Linked DNA regions of Rattus norvegicus: region 2 is linked to region 1. The links are chromatin contacts, called in public Hi-C maps. All regions are on one chromosome and are shown on one strand. Each heading gives the region's core, a stretch centred on a gene start, on an enhancer-like site or on the middle of the called end of the contact. The rest is flanking DNA. Distances are from core to core; before and after follow the strand shown.

Region 1 (2,700 bases), core at 58-2,557:
CTTTCTGTGCAACAATGTTTACAAACCAAAGTAAAAAAGGCAGAGAGAGTAACGCTGCCCAGCTGAGTGGTTTTATTATCTAATCACGCCTAGCAACTGCCTGAGTACATCTGGGGACAGAAGGAAGCACTATTTTAATTAATACAAGGTCCTCAGAGGCAGGAGCTACCACTGAGCTCCAGAGTGGATAGATGGGAAGAGATGGTTCTTTTGAACATAAAGCCATGTGCCCATGATTTTGTAAGTCTAACCTAACACCTCCTGCCCTGCCCCAAACCCACCACACCCTCAAGATACTGCTCCCTATTTCTCACAAGATAAATAGGTCAATTCTTGGGTGAAGTCAAGAGATGATTGACAATGGGTGCCATTGGCTGGACCAAGTATTGAAAGGTGCATCAATCTCTCAGCCCTTACAACTACTGTGCAAGCAAAAGATGTTCTGGGTTCCTGTACGCTGATTGAGCTGTTCAAAAATCACCCCTGAAATTCACAGAAGAGCAAAAAGGGGGTTATAGGCAATCAGGGTATATAATGCTTAGTTAGAGCAGTCACAAAATGCTTTCTTTCCCGTTTACAGCACGGGTGACTTCTATCCCCTACCATCGTCTCAGAACTAATTAGTGAAGGAATCCAGTAGATCTTTAGAAGCCTTGTGTATACTGCAAATAAATTACACTCACAGTCCCTACTTTTATCATTTTGTTTTAAGTGAAGATACAGACACGGTGCCTTTCAAAATGTTCCAAGAGACTTGGAACGGAGCTCAGTTGGTAGGATGCCCGCACAGCACTCTCGGGGAGCTAGGCTCCAATCCTACCACTGTGTAAACCCAGTGTGGAAGCAGTCCAGGCGCTGAGGAGATTCCGGCAGGAAGATCAGAAATCCAAGGACACCCTCCGCTACACAGGCACTTTGGGGCCAGCCTGAATTTCATTAGACTCTATCTTTAAAATATCAAAACAGGAGAACCAGCCATCCCCTCATGCCTCTACCCTGATGCCCAGGGCCTTCTATAATCCAAGTCAGTCCCCCGAAGGTCCTGACTCTAAAAACGAAGGTCTTCACTCTCCACAGTGGGTATTAAACCCCTGCATACTCAGTAGAGGATAAACCATCGCAGGCTGTATAGTTAGAACGTTCTGGGTGCCCAGAAAGGAAGAGCAGAAGCTGAGGAGGACCCTCCCCCCCAAAGCAGGCCACCATACTGCTGCCAAAACACTGAGGAAAGCAGCAGAGGCTGAGCAGTCAGAACTGGGGACAGAACAGGTTGCAGGGAGAGCCTACGTCATGGGCAGAAGCAGCAAGATGTTCCCCAACACGGCATGATACAAGAGTCCATACCTAAAGGACCAGATGGGGGAGACTGGACTAGCAAAGTGTCTGCTCGTCCCACAAAGCACTTCAACCCATTGGGAAAATGAAGAAATACATAATTCGAAATGTAGCAACTCAACGTATGTGACTAGTGTTTTATCAAGCTGACATAAACTACAGTCACCTGGAACTAGAAGCTGCTTGCATCAGATTGGCTTGTTGGCACATCTGTGGGACACTTTCTTGATTAATGATTAATGTGGGAGGGCCCCACGGTTCCTGCCCTGGGCAGGTGGTCCTGTATTGTGTAAGAAAACAAGTTGAGCAAGCCATGAAGGAGCCTAAGCTATACTCCTCTGGGGTTTCTGCTTCAGTTCCAGCCTGAGCCACAGAGCCAGAGACCCCTTCAGTCTGACAGACCCCTGCTGCTGATCCTACCAGTTCCACTGAGGCCAGGCACAAGGCACCGGAGCTGCCCAGGGCCTGAGTGAGCCCTGACCTTGTCCTGTCCACGTTCCTGACTTCTCTGGCGTCTTGAAGATCAATCATCTGGAGAAAGCTTAGTACAGCTTCTATAGGTGAACTCCTCCTAATGTGCTTCCCTCGATGAGGGGCTATGGTTGGGGTTGGTCCTGTGTGCTTTTCATACAGATGCTGAGTTCTGTGCCCCAAGAGCAGGCTGCAGTCTGGAGGTGGGCATTGTACTGACCCGAGTGCTGTAAAGAACATGCCCCACTAATCTCTGATTGGATAATAAAAGGCTAGAGCCTGTGACTGCAGGAGCAAGAGGAAGGCAGAACTTGAGATAGAGTAGTGGGGGCGGTCTCAGGTAGGACCTCGAGGAGAAGGACAAAGGTAGAAGAAGAAGGTGGTCGCCATGAGGATGTGACCAAGAGAAAAATCACCCTGAGGACACACACACAGAGCTGAGCAAACAGAGCAAGTAGCACGGGGCCTATGGCTGGGATGTAGGTTAGAACAGCGCAGAACCTGCTTGGCACAGTGCCAAAAGTTTATTATTTAAAAAAAAAAAAATACCAGGTTTGTATGTCCTTTATTTGGTAGCTGTATTGCCTAGAGTGGGACCAAACCCTCTCTCCCCCATAAAATTACTACTATAGAGCTGTAACCCATAAACTGGAAATAACCCCTTCCCCACAAGTTGTTTCTGGTTGGTCAGTGTTCTACCACAGAAAGCTAGCTTGGACAAAATATTAATCAACTTCGTTTAATATAGCATCATGGCAGCTCCCACTGCTGTAGAAAATAGCAAGGATTAATGGAAAACCCAGCACAGGGCCAGGCATGTAACTCCGTGGTAGAGGGCAGGCATAGGCACATAAGCACACAAGTGCACATAAGCCACTGTGCTCTCTATGGAGC
Region 2 (2,757 bases), core at 255-2,754, 43 kb before region 1:
CTCCGGCATGCCCCTAGTTGCTATGGGCTGCTCTGCCCAGCTAGGAGCATGCTACCTTCTCCCACTGCACCCTTTCCTGCCATAAGTAGCTATACTACCCCTGACAGACTTCCTATGCATTCAAAAGCTGCCTGCAAACCTGCTCGGGGTAACAGCATGTCTCTGCTTGTTGAAGAGATCCCTAGACACTGGCCTCATGAGACCAGCAGCAAACAGCCAGGCCTGGCCAACCCAGATGACAGACAGGCTACAACAACTGTGGCTGCTAAAAGTAGTCAGTGAGGACCTCGCCCCTGCACCCCTCTGGGGCCCAGTGGCCCTTAGAAATAGCAGTATCTTAGAAAGGCTCTATTTAATAGTTAAGACATAGAGCACACTTTGTTCTCTAATGGTTCCTGTGTTAGGGCAAGACTTACAGGACCCACATAAGCTGAAACATTTACCAGGACACATCCTTCAGAAGACATCAGCATGATGGTTTTGGAAGCTGAAAGCAGTACATGGGGAAGGTAGGGAGCACAGAGGTGGACTCTGGCTAAAGGGTCTCCTTTACAGCTGGGTTGGAATACCTGAAAACCTCCAAGGTTCAGCACATTGGCCGTGGAAATGCTTCAATCCTGAATGTAGAGGGCAGATATCATATACTAACTATTGTCACAAAAATGTCAACCGTGATGTAACGGTCAGCCAAATGACACCGTGATCCACACAAAACTTCAGGGGACAGCCATACAATGAATTCAGTTAATTTTTTAAATGACATGCAAATAAAGCACAGTCACCATTAAGAGAAACAACAAGACAACATGTTTCCTGTCTCAAAGTAGTACAAAAAAAAAAAAAGTTAATTTATCCAGGGCTATTTATTTTCCATGTGGGATTAAACGGGAATCTGTTTACCCTAAAGACACTTTCTCTGCCCACTAGGGAGGGTGTGTGTGTGTGTGTGTGTGTGTGTGTGTGTGTGTGTATGGTGTGTGTGTGTGTGTATGGTGTGTGTGTGTGTGTATGGTGTGTGTGTGTGTGTGTATGGTGTGTGTGTGTGGTGTGTGTGTGTGTATGGTGTGTGTGTGTGTGGTGTGTGTGTGTGGTGTGTGTGTGTATGGTGTGTGTGTGTGTATGGTGTGTGTGTGTGTGGTGTGTGTGTGTCACGAGCATGTGCCACAAAACAGGAGTGGAGAACACAGGATAACCTTGGTTCCTGGTCCTTGCTTCCTCCTTGCTAGTCAGCACTGCATGGACCATGCAAGCCAGCCATTGAGCTTCTGGAAACTCTCCTGCCTCCACCTCTCATCTCACAGGAGCAATAGAGTGCAGCCAAGGTACCATACCATGTCTCTGTCTAGATAGAGGACTGAAATGTTTGTAGGACAAGTGCTTTTACCCTCTGAGCCTTGAGTCTGATCCATTTGTTTAGTTGCTTATTTGTGGCATGAGCTGGCTGGTCTCAACTCTCTATGTAGACCAGACTGGCCTAGAACTGATTGATCCACTTGCCTCTGCCTTCCCAGTGCTAGAATCAAAGATGTGGTGTGCTACCACACTCACCCCTGCAGTTGTTTGTATGCTAGGTGTTTATGACTATAAATATCATCAAGATCAAGCCTTGTGTCTAGCTTATCGTTGACGCTCTTCTTTCAACCTACAAGATTCTTGGCTTGGACGTCCTATTTTGCAATGGGCACCACAAAGAATTTCAAGGTTCACAAGACAGTAATTGGAGCGGGGCCCAAGTTAACAAGATGATGGGGGAGGGGAGCAACATATGAATTGCAACAGAAGCAAAGCACCAAACTGTAAATAAAAGATAATTTGTGTGCTCTATCTGGTAAGGTGGACACCGAGAAAACTTCTTCCTGACATGTCCAGCCTTTTGTTGGGACATGCCAATATCAACAAGTGTCAATCTAGTAACAAAAATAGAACACAAAGTATCTCATTATGCTCTAAGTAAGTTTATAATTTTGTTATTGGGCTACATTCATAGCTATCCTTGGCAGTGTGTATGTGTGGCCTGCAATTTGGACAGGCATACGGCACGGATCATCATCTCAGGCTGCTTTGGACCCCTAAAGTCAGAGAAGCATCAGTGGGTCTGAGGATGAGCACATGCAGACACTCAGGAGTCTCTGGCTAGAGAGCCAGCTCTTCAGTGGCCTCTTTACTTCTCTCTTGCACAGCATCTATCATTCAACATGAAACACAGCGCTGCCCCACCCACTCCTGACCAACAGAGGCAACAAGATGGAGCCAGAGGAGGAGTCTGGACCTTCCCAGACACCCAGTTTCTATACTGAATGCAGAACATTAACAGTAACAACATAGCAGCCAACCTGACCATCTTACAGATGAGAAAACAGAGGCTGGGAATGTAGCTCAGTGATACAGGCTTTGCCTACAGTGACTGAAGTCCTGGGTTCAAAAGCTAGCACCACCTCAATAAATAAACAAACAAGCGAACAAAAAAGGATGGACAAAAGAGTAACTCTCACTGGGAAAGCTAAGGAATGAACACACACACACACACTGGACCTACCAACTGTTAGTGCAAAAGACATGGGGCTGTGGAACGGCCAGCAACAAGGCGGTGATGTGGCCAGCTACCCTCAGAGGGGATTCAGTAAGTGGACAAGCTCCCTACGTATACAGCCTAAGACTTAATCGACTGTGGATGAGTGACAGTTTCTAACCTGCAAATTTTCCTACGTAAGGACCCCTTCATCTATCCTGTCTGTATTCTCATTCTTTATACATGAA

Evidence for each region. A called contact is a pair of places that touch in the nucleus more often than the background predicts.
Region 2: a contact with region 1 is called in a Hi-C map of liver, with 2.3 times the contacts expected there. The contact joins two enhancer-like sites. A contact is called at or near these places in 3 of 12 Hi-C or Micro-C datasets (hepatocytes and liver).

The regions. Positions count from the first base shown.
Region 1 is chr19:71,989,853-71,992,552 of GRCr8, reverse strand. The region is part of intron 1 of Pard3 (par-3 family cell polarity regulator); the gene reads right to left. Among named protein-coding and RNA genes, the nearest start is that of Pard3, 14 kb to the right of the region's middle. Within about 2 kb of position 1,307, at least 6 of the 93 cell types and tissues checked have an H3K27ac peak or open chromatin away from gene starts, as enhancers often do. A contact at or near this core is called in liver, where this site is marked.
Region 2 is chr19:72,032,573-72,035,329 of GRCr8, reverse strand. The region is part of intron 1 of Pard3 (par-3 family cell polarity regulator); the gene reads right to left. Among named protein-coding and RNA genes, the nearest start is that of Pard3, 56 kb to the right of the region's middle. Within about 2 kb of position 1,504, at least 2 of the 93 cell types and tissues checked have an H3K27ac peak or open chromatin away from gene starts, as enhancers often do. A contact at or near this core is called in liver, where this site is marked.